Linked DNA regions of Mus musculus: region 2 is linked to region 1. Evidence: chromatin contacts called from public Hi-C data. All regions are on one chromosome and are shown on one strand. The core of a region is the stretch at or near the end of the contact, and the rest is flanking DNA. Distances in the headings are between cores, read along the strand shown.

Region 1 (5,614 bases), core at 566-3,065:
GTGTCTTAAAGCCCACACATACCCTGGGTTTCCTCGTCCTCATCTATAAACCAAGTGAAGTGAAGTCGGTGGCCAGCGTGACCCTGGTACCCACTCACCTGGAGCACCTTCTCGTCATTGAGCTCCGTGAAGACAGTGCCTGTGATCTGGCTGGGTTTCAGCGCCACCCAGTTAAGCAGTGGCATCCGGAACTTGGTCTGGATGGGTTTCTTGGCTTTCACCCCTGGGAGCAAGAAAGAGTGACGAGCAGTGCAGAGACCCTGGAGGGGACTAACCCAACCAGGCCTAACAAGACAGGCAGGAGGCAATAGAGACTCTTCAGTGGAGAGGGTCCTGAAGGACGACACTGAGCGGGAGGGGCCCTGTTCTGCTTCCCCGCCAGCCCTAGAGGACTGAGATTATCCACTCTACTTACCTGGGCCGATATCTGGGCCTTGTCCTCCAAGGATATCAGGGGGCCCTCCCGGAGGCGGTGGCGGTGGCGGTGGCACTGGTCCATCAGTACCAAGTGGGGGTGGCGGAGGTGGGGGAGGCAGGTCTCCAGGCAACGGTGGTGCAGGTGGCGGCTCTGCGCAGCCTGGGAGGGGCGGGGCCAGCGGGGGTGCGGAGGGAGGGGCTTCCTGCTGGGACTGGAGGTTAGGTAGTGGAGGTGGTGGTGGAGGTGGCGGAGGCGGTGGTGATGCTGCTTCGGGAATTGACTCTGCTGAAGGTGGGAGGTGCCCGTTACTTCTTGCCTGGGTGGGTGGGTCCTTGCCACCTCCCTCTTCTATGCGTCCAGAACCCATTTTACTGACCCACCTGCGTGTACCTGTGCCACGCCTACAATCTAACCTCCTTATCTTTCACAGCTAGGTCTATCCCCAGGATACCCTTCCCTGCCCGGGTCTCTCTTCCCTCCCCACCCCCACCCCCACCAATCCCGCTTCCCGGCATGAAGCTCCTGCACACCTGTGCTAGGGGAATCAGTGGACACCCTCGGAGCTTGTGCGTCGTCACCGCTTGGTGTCGCCGCAGCGCCTGGAAGGATCTCGATGGAAACGACGTCCCCCGGCCCCCGCAGGATGCGGATTAACCCCTTTTCCTCAAGCTCCTCCACCTTCAGTTCTAGAGCCGAGGGTCGCACCACGGTAGGGACAGGCACTTTCTCAGGTTCAGGGATTCGTCTGGAAGTGCCCATGGGGGTCGACTCGCTGAAGCGCTCCTGTGAGCCCCAGGAAAAGGATTAGTGCCCACTTGAAAGCTCTCTGGTAGACCGCAACCCCGCCCCAACCCTTTTCTGGGATGGACCGGGATGTCCAGCGGAGAAGACTCCTTGGGAAGCCTGACCTGTCGCACACCCCCATCGTGGCCCAGCCCACACCAAAGCTTACCCTCAGGGTCTCCAATTCCTTGCGAGCCTGGCTTAGCTGCTTCTCCAGTTCAGCGATCTTGGCCATGGAGTCGTTCTCTGTGTCCCGAAGCCGCTCTGTCAGCTGTGGTACCAGCACATGGTGAGCTACCACCCGCGGCCAGGCACTGGCACCGCCGGTGAGGGGGCGGCATCAGGCAGGCCTGCCTGGAGGGCTGGGGGAGGCTCCCACATCCGCTTGGCCTAGCGTGCCAAGGGTGGGCCGAGCCTGGCACCTGAACCCATATAAATTAGGAGGGAAAACCAAGGCACTAGTGCGAAGAGAGGTGGTAGAGGAGAGGGTTGTGCTGAGAGGCACCACAAGACCCAATTCACTCGATTCGAGATTTAGACTCTTCTCAGGGAGAAGGTGCCTGCCTTGCGCACAAGTCCCACACAGCGTGGGCGCTCCCTAAAGACTCATTGAGAAAGATACCAAAAGGATGCTGGATTCAGATTGAGGGCGAACTCAGGCAGACTGCCGCTCCCAGGCCACACCCAGAACTCTGCCTTCCATTCAGTACTTGCTACACACACAAGAGGAGCCCACCCTAGAGCAGCCTTCCTGTGGGCCTACTGTGTGATAGGCAGGCTCTCACCGTTGCCACCTGCTCCTGCAGTTCCTCCATGTGCTCCAACACTGCATTCTTCGTCTCTGTCTCCTCCAACAATGTCCCCACATCAAAAACGTTGTCCAGATACGCCTGGATCTGCACCTGCAGCTTGTCACTCTCAGTGAGCCGGAGCCTCTGTCCCCAGACAGCAGGAGTAGGGTGAGGTCTGAGGTGGTGGCGGGGAGGTCTATCCAACCACCACCACTACCCGGAGGAAGGTACTAGGACTCTAGTTTGATTTTTATCTTGACTGGTATAATTCATGAACCACACAATTCACTATTTTAAGGTTACTTCTTTCTCAGAAGCTCGGTACCCAAGAAGGAAACCCTAGACCAGTTAGGTTCCTTTCCCATTATCTCCCCCCAGCTCCTGGCTGCTATGAATCTTACTTCCTCCTGCTATGGGTTTAGTCATTCTGGCCATTCCTTTCTGTATTCTTTTTCCTTTTCTTTTCTCCTTTCCCCTCTCCCTTCCTCTTCCCCTCCCATTCCCTCGTGTGTGTGTGTGTGTGTGTGTGTGTGTGTGTGTGTGTGTGTGTGCACATGGGCACACACACGTGTTTCCAGTCAAGGTCTCACTATGCACCTCTGAGTGTACTGAAACTTACTCTGTAGACCAAGCTGGCCTCAAACTCACAGATATCCACCTGCCTCTGCCTCCATGGTGCTGAGTGAGATTAAAGATGTTTACCACCACCACCTGGCAACATTTCTTATTTTTAAAGGTCATATAATAGTCAGCTTTTATATTATACATATGTGTGTGTCCCTGTATGAGTTTATGAACACCACATGAGTTCAGGTGTCCTCAGAGGCCATCTGATCCCCTGGAACTTGAGTTACAGGAGATTGTAAGCCACCAGATGTGGGTGCTGGGAACAGCAGAGGGTCCAGGGACCTGGGTCCTCTCCAGGAGTAATAAGTGCTCTTAATTGCTACATAATCTTTCCAGCCCTACACTTGGCCTCTTGCATCTAGCTTCTCTCTCAAGGGTCAGACATGTTGAAGCCAATGCCTGACTGCACATGCTTGATCCAAATGTATCACATTCTATTGCACGGCTGTACCAGCCTTGCCCCCTCTAACTGTTAGCCAGTCCTAGCTTGGTTGGGGAAATCCAACCCCAAAGGCCTCACCCCTCTAGAAAGTCTCCTAGAGGAACCAGACCAGAAGCTGTGATTTCTCTTCTCACGAGTTCCTCTGTTCCCTCTTCCCAAGGCCCAGACCTCCAGCCTGAGCCAGCTCCCCCCTCTGTCCAGTATCTCTGAGTTCCCCATCACCGGCTGAGATCGGAGCATCCGACGGGACTGATGCTCCTGTGTCAAGACCCAGAACCACCTGAGCCTGTTCCAGGACTTCGGTGACAGATGTTATAGTATCCGTCATGTACCAGGGGCTCCTCTACACATCTGGAGTCATTGTCACCTCTGTGATTGACAGGCAGACAGACTCAGAAGGATGAACAGATGCATACAAGGCTGCGCAGCTACCAAGTGACAGAGGTGGGATTCCGTTTATTTGAGGGGTTTTTATCATTTGGGCGGGGAGGGGGGACAGTGAACCCCAGACTAAACTTGAACATGAGCTCCTCCTGCCTTAGCCTCGCAAGTGACATGACTGCCGGTATGTGTCACCAAGCCCAGCTTTCAGAGCCGATGCTCGAACTCAAGACCTGCTAACTACATACTAAATACCCCACAGTGAGTAGGCTGTTCAGTCAGGGATGGGGTACAAGGCTCACCTCCAAGTACAGGTCCAGACCCAGGTGAGTGAACTCATATTGCAGGAAGACACGGAAGTTCATATTCTCCACAGAGTGCACCACAATGTTGATGAATTGCATGCAAGCCACCTAGGGGGCAGGGGCACAAGCAACTCTCTGGACTTCTAGGTCAGGGTGCTGATATCTGCCCTTCCCATTTGTCTCCAAGCATCCCTCCCTCCCTTTCTCCAGTTTGCATTCCACTAACTCAGTCTTGTAACATCCAGATCCCCTTGGACCAGTCCCCTCTCCCCTGACATCCACCCTTTCCCACTGACAATCAGTCGGCTGTCATTTTGCTGAGCCAAGCAACCCAGAGTCCCACTCTGCTCCCAGCATGCAGTAGGGCCCAGCTGATCCTCAGCCCCCAGGGCTCCAAGCTCACCATGAAGTCAATGTTGCTGTCTTCGTGCCGGAAATACTCCATTAGCTTTTCAAATCGGTGCTGCTCCCCGCAAACCTGGAGAGGGAGAATGGCGGACACTGAAAAATAGGTCACACACTTCCTGTGCCATCTTCCCGCTGCCGCCCTTGTGCCCCTACAGGTTCCTCTCCAATTGAATCCAAATCTGGCCGTGTCACTCTTCTACCTCCAACACCACTCTAAATCTCACATACCCTACTCTGGCTGCACTAGCATTTGGGTGAATTCACACTGTTGGCAGCACAGAGAACCACCCCACCCAATCCTCCCACTTCTTCGTAGTGCCAGGGCAAGTTTCACCTTCTCAGTGAGGCCTTCTCTACAACCAGTTTCCTCCTCTGTGGCAACCCTTTCCCCATAACATTTAGCTTTGTTTGTTTGTTTTTCTTTTTCAAGACAAGAGTTTCTCCGTGTAGCCCTGGCGGTCCTGAAACACACTCTGTAGATCAGACTGACCTAAAACTCACAGAGATCCTCCTGCCTCTGCCTCCCCAGTGCTGGGACTAATGCTGTGCACCACCATTGCCCGGCCATTTAGCATTTTCTAATACTACATACATTGCTCATTTATTAGCTATTTCCTGTCTTTTCATTATAGGCATGTGCGTGTATATGTATGTATACACATAGGGATGCATGTATGTGCATGTGTGTGGAAGCCAGAAATCAATCTTGGGTGTGGTTTTCACCCAAGCAAATCCACCTTTGTTGCTGTTGTTTTCAATGTTTACTTGGTATGTGTTTGTCCCTGCATGAATAGATGTGTAAAAGGTACATGTGAGGGTGGCTGATGGTGACACACGCCTGTAGTGCCAGCACTTGGGAGTCAGAGGCAGGAGGATCTCTGTGAGTTGGAGGCCAGCCTGGTCTACAGAGCAAGGTTTAGGACAGCCAGAGCTACACTGGGAAACCCTGTCTCAAAAACAAACAAGCAGTACATGTGGTGCTCACAGAAGCCAAGAGCACCAGCGGATCCTCTGGAACTGATGTTACAGGCGGTTGTGAGCCTCCTAGTGTAGGGGTGCGAGTCCAAACCAGGTCCACTGAGCCTCATACCTTAGTATTCAGAGACGGGCTCTCTCGATAGCCTGGAGCTCACAGAGTGGGCTAGGCTGGCTATCACCAAGCTCCAGAAAACTGCCAGCTACTGCCTCTAGAATTAAAATCACATGCCACTAAACCTAGCTCACTTTCTTGTTTGTTTGTTTTGTTTTTTGAGACAGAGTTTCTCTGTATAACTCTGGCTGTCCTGGAACTCACTTTGTAGTCCAGGCTGGCCTCGAACTCAGAAATCCTCCTGCCTCTGCTTCCAGAGTGCTGGGATTAAAGGCGTGTGCCACCACACCCGGCTCTAGCTCACTTTTTTTAAAAAAAAGATTTATTTATTTTATTTTAGGTATCTGAGTGCTTTGCTTGCATGTATGT
Region 2 (5,232 bases), core at 1,641-4,140, 470 kb before region 1:
TCCAAAGTTTTTACAATTAAAAGTCTCTTAACTGTGGGTTCCACTAAAATACTTCCTTCAAGAGGGAAAAGCATCAGGGCACGGTCACAATGAAAAGCAAAATCAACCTCCAATTGTCCAATGTCTGGGGTCCAACTCACGATCTTCTGGGCTCCTCCAAGGGCTTGGGTCACTTCTCTAGCCTTGCCCGTTGTAGCACACACGTTGTCTTCTAGGCTCCAGCTGCCTGTACTCCACTGCTGCTGCTGTTTTTGGTGGTCATCTCATGGTACTGGTATCTCCAAAACACTGCTGTCTTCTACTGTAACTAGGCTTCATCAACAGCCTCTCATAGGCTCTCTTCATGGTGCCAAGCCTCAACTCCTTTGCATGACCCCTTCTGTCCTGGGCCATCAATTGCAACTGAGGCTGCACCTTCACCAATGGCCTTCCATGGCCTATCACAGTGCCGAGCCTCAGCTGCTCTGCATGACCCCTTCATGCCTTCAAAACCAGTACCACCTGGGTGACTCTTACACATTACCAAGTCCTGCTGCTGCACGAGGTACAACTTTGGCTATCTCTGGAACACAGCCTTTTTGTGCTCTCAGAAAGCATTTCCCAGAAGATGTCATCTCAACGATGCTGGTCTCTTCTTAATCACCGCTAATTTCTTAGCTCCAGCTAACCAGCATCAATAGTCCCAGTAATGCAAAAGTTTCACTTTAGTAGTTCTGGTATCTTGTTAATCACAACTGATTCCTCAGCCCCAGCTAACCAGAACCAGAGAATCTTCCCAATTAAAATAGCAATGGCCCTGAAAAGAGTCTTTAATCTTCCCTCTGAAATTTCACAAGCCAGACCTCTCCATCTTCTGCACTGTTCTCAACATTATCTTCCAAGCTCCTACACAACATCTGACAGAGCTCTTAACAACGAATGGATCTTCAAGCCCAAAGTTCCAAAGTCCTTCCACAGTCCTCCCCAAGACAAGGTCAGGTTGTCACAGGAATACCCCACTATGCTGGTACCAATTTGTCTTAGTCAGGGTTTCTATTCCTGCACAAACATCATGACAAAGAAGCACTTGGGGAGGAAAGGGTTTATTCAGCTTACACTTCCACATTGCTGTTCATCACCAAAGGAAGTCAGGACTGGAACTCAAACAGGTCATGAAGCAGGAGCTGATGCAGAGGCCATGGAGGGATGTTCTTTACTGGCTTGCTTCCCCTGGATTGCTCAGCCTGCTCTCTTATAGAACCAAGACTATAAGCCCAGAGATGGTACCACCCACAAGGGGACCTCCCCACTTGATCACTAATTGAGAAAAAGCCTTGCAGTTGGATCTCATAGAGGCATTTCCTCAACTGAAGCTCCTTTCTTTGTGATAACTCCAGCCTGTGTCAAGTTGACACACAAAACTAGCCAGTACACAGTCAGTGCTCTTAACCACTGAGCCATCATCTCTCTCTAGCCCCTAGATAACTTCTTTTTAAAAACTGAAAAAAGATTGTGTGAGGGGGTGAGAGAGAGGGGAAGGGGAGGAGGAGGGAGAAAGAGAGAGAGAGAGAGATGCAGATGTCTTTGGAAGCCTGAAAAAGCTGTCAGATCTCCTGGTGCTGGAGTTATATATGGTTATGGGCCACTCCGTGCAGTTTCTGGGAACCCTTCTTCTTTGAGCAGAAAGTGCCCTAAACCACTGGGCTGTCTCTCAAGCCCCTCACTCTCTTACTATGGGAACTTGAGGTCCTCTTTTGCAGTTGTTGCCTTTTCAGTATCTCTGAGAGTCCACGGGAGTTGGCACCCACCCACCTACCCCCACACATCTCTTTCCTATTGGTGACCCCCTGGCAGGGCTTTTGGATTGTCTCCTTCCTCACGGACCATAGCCCACGCTCTCTGCTGCTCTATCTAGGGTGGGCAGGATGCCACTACTTGGGGAAATGCTGAGGGCAAGGGAGCAACAAGGCCAGGAGAGGGAACTAAAGGAGGAGAGGGGGCACGGGGAGTGGAACTGCTGAGCGTGGGCTCAGTCCCAGAGCCAAAAGCCTGCGCTGCAAATTGCTTTTTCCTTCATGTCTGTCCCAGGGAAAGGCCCAATTAAAATAACACCTATTGAAAACGGAAGCAGAATTGCAACAGGCTGCCTATTAGGCCTGTCTCCACAGGCAACGAGGGGTAGCTGTGAGCTTGAGGAACCCTCCCTGTGTGAGCACAGATCGCCCCCGAGCTTTGGGAAGACTCCAGAAAGGGGCTGCCCCAGCACCTGACCCGAGAAGAGCCCGGACCCTGACGCTTTGAGGGTACCCTGTGCAGGGGCCGGATACTTTCCAGGGCTGAGTCCTGAGGCTTGATGAGACCGAAAGCATCCGGTTCTAAGTCTAAGAACAGGATCAGTGTAGTTGAAAGGAAACTTCTCAGGGAAAGACAACGTGTCAGGGGCCACCCAGCCCGCTAGGGGTGACAGCTGGAGGCAGAGAGAAGGTTACATATTTGGCATTCACGGCTTCTGCCACTTTATTCTACTGCCTTGAACATCCCATCCTAGCCTTGGCCTGGGACCCTGGTCCTAGCCACAGTTCCTACACACTGGCCCTGTGCCATATTTCTGCTCAACACAGCTAGGTAAGGGAAGTAGGGGCTATGCCAAAAAGATTTTTTTTTTTCTGGTTTCAAAGCATCTCTCCAGACCCCTCAGGAACTGGTCTAAGTTCTTCCTCACATAGCCAGACTGCGGTGTCCCTAGGAGGCAGGCAGAGATGGGATGGACACAGTGTCTAAGCTGGCCAGAACAGTGGGTTCTGGAGGTGCCTGCTGGCCGCCCACAGGGAAGCTTAGTAGTGGGTGGTATTCTCTCCACTGGGCCATGTCTCAGCTACCCAGGGTTGGTTTCCATGACAACAACAAGCTCCTTACCCATCCTGTTCATCCTTAAAAGATTCCCACCCCAGCTGTCTGAGCCTGGGCTCCTCGCCCAGCTGCCTGCCGTACCAGCAGCCCACAGCTCCAGAGCCCAGGTTTAGCAGTGAACTGTCAAGCCTCCAGAGAGAGTCTCCTGGGAGGTGCCTGGTAACTGGCCAGTCTTAGAAAAACGTCCACATGATTGCTTCTTAATTGGATTAGGAACTCGCTCCCAGGGGTTCTCTGCCCTCCACGTTGCAGCCAGGTTCCTCCAGTCTTTTGGCTCTCAGCATTAAGATCTTCCCCGTCCCCTGCTCAGTGTCCCCAGCTGTAAGAGTGCTGCTAATGGGGACTTCTGCAAAGCCAGTTACATACCCAATGGGAAAAGAAATGCTCTGATACCTTCAGAGATGAGACACAGCCCCAGCCTGGAGCTGTTCAGGGGCGCCACCCCTCTCTTGAGCCTCAGGTAACCCCTATTCCTGGCCTCTGCACATTGTTTCTGCTTCTCTGCCCTCCCTCTCTACACAGAAGCTCCTTCACAACCCAGCTCCAAATCCCCTCCCACCAGAAGTCTTCCTGTCTCAATAATTTCCCCCTCTGTCTTCTCACAGTGCCTATATTTAGTCCCTGTAACATGACTTGCCTTATGGTATATTGTGCCAGGGAGGGGGGGTGGGAGATCCCTGGAGCTATTTATTTTTCTGAAGTTATTTTTTTTTTAGTATGTTTTCTTTCTCTGCTGAAAAATTCTTCTAGTGAGCATATGTTGTTTACCTGCCCGGCACACAAATCCTGATCCCCTTTTCTTTCTTATGGAAATCCCATCCCACTGGCCAGCTAGAATCGCTGCCTCCTCCTCCAATGATAAGAATCTGGCCAAGCAATTGACTGGTCATAAATATTGATTTAAAGATGACCACATGACTGGGTAGAGCCAAACAGGATTTCCTCTGGTATTTCTGTGGACACAGCCAGCTCTCTGACAACTATCAATTCCCCCTGTGGTACTTACCTAACAGAAACAGAGATGCTTGCAGGTAGGAATTGTCATGCCCCTTAGTTCTGGGCAGTAAGACATGGACAGAAGTTGCTGGGGAAGACGATTAGGAACAGACTCAATTGGCGTGGCCTCCACCCCAATCTTAACGGATGCCTCTCAGGTCCCTGACACCTCAGCCTGAGTGGTTTCATTGCAGTCAGGTAAGAGGCTGCCTGACGGTGAAGCTCGCCAAGGCCAGCGCTGGAGCCAGAGTGAGGAGAGAGAGTGTGCACGACATCACTAACACCCGTACATCCAGCCATGCTAGAAGCTTGGGCTGTCCCAGTGTGGAGAGATGGCATTTCCTGTCCCTGCCTCAGCCGGCCTGCACTGGGTTTCTCTCTCTCTCTCTCTCTCTCAGTGAAAGAGGCTTGAATGGAAACCTCCACAAGACCCAAATCCTGTGCAGTAAGACTCAAATCTGTACAATAAAATGCTAAGTGCAGGGATGAAAGGCCGTAAATCGTTCTTTGAGTGGCCAGATTCATAATAAAAGTCAGGTGAGAGTTTGAAAAGACGTTTACATGCAGACTAGGCCAACTAAAGGACAGACTTGTTAGTTATCTGAGTAGGTCTCAGGCCACGGACATCTCCGAAACAGTGCATGAGCCAGCCTTATCTTTACCGAACCCTTCCTTCAGCATTCATACCTCCAGGGAACCTGCACCATCATTCCTGACCCCGCCATCCTGTCTTAGTGATTACTTTGCTCTGATTTTTCTCCTGGGTCGCTGTACCTGGCCCAGGACCTACCCACCCTAGGCAGGTGCTCTTCCACTGAGCTACACCCCCAGGGATGGCTTACTCCTTTTCAAAGCTCAAGCCAGCTGTGCCTCCATGAACCAATTGAGCACTGTGTGTGTCTTCTCCCCAAGTCCCACCCCACCAGTGAGTGGAGACCCCTCTAGATTGGAGCATTTTGGGTGTCTTTGACTTCAGACTAGGGGGCCCCCGGTGTGTAGGGTGGCCCTATTAGACTGGGGTTCAGACGCTGCTTCTACTCGTATCAGAATAGACCCTCAATCTGTCTCTGTCTCAATGGCAAGATAAGAAAATATGGAGTCTGAACTACAAGTCTGCAGCGGGGAGGAAAAGAGAAAGAGTGAGCGATTAGCATAAAGGACCATTTTCTCCTTCAGAGGAAGATGGTCAACAGCCCATAAGGATTATTTGTAAGTCAGAATTCATGATCCAATGATAATAACAGATTATTCAAACTCAGGCCCTGTCCCCTCACAGGCAGCAATATGTGCAAAAATTCCCTCCCTACATATGGCCAGGATTCCCTTTAAAAATTACTTTTTTTTTTT

The links. Hi-C and Micro-C count contacts between places; a contact is called where the count stands out from the background.
Region 2: a Hi-C map of cerebral cortex shows a contact between it and region 1, with 2.3 times the contacts expected there. The contact joins two enhancer-like sites. A contact is called at or near these places in 1 of 484 Hi-C or Micro-C datasets (cerebral cortex), 2 of 115 datasets of contacts at active chromatin or transcription factors (forebrain and neural progenitor cells) and 1 of 9 other capture datasets (embryonic stem cells).

Annotation. Positions count from the first base shown.
Region 1 is chr11:103,188,537-103,194,150 of GRCm38.p6, reverse strand. It overlaps Fmnl1 (formin-like 1), which reads right to left. Exons shown (of 26, transcript NM_001077698.1): 10 at 4,151-4,225; 11 at 3,745-3,855; 12 at 1,987-2,136; 13 at 1,371-1,472; 14 at 949-1,201; 15 at 416-703; 16 at 99-223. Among named protein-coding and RNA genes, the nearest start is that of Efcab15, 17 kb to the left of the region's middle. Within about 2 kb of position 1,815, at least 45 of the 459 cell types and tissues checked have an H3K27ac peak or open chromatin away from gene starts, as enhancers often do. A contact at or near this core is called in cerebral cortex and forebrain, where this site is marked.
Region 2 is chr11:103,664,084-103,669,315 of GRCm38.p6, reverse strand. No RefSeq gene overlaps it. Among named protein-coding and RNA genes, the nearest start is that of Rprml, 17 kb to the right of the region's middle. Within about 2 kb of position 2,890, at least 53 of the 459 cell types and tissues checked have an H3K27ac peak or open chromatin away from gene starts, as enhancers often do. A contact at or near this core is called in cerebral cortex and forebrain, where this site is marked.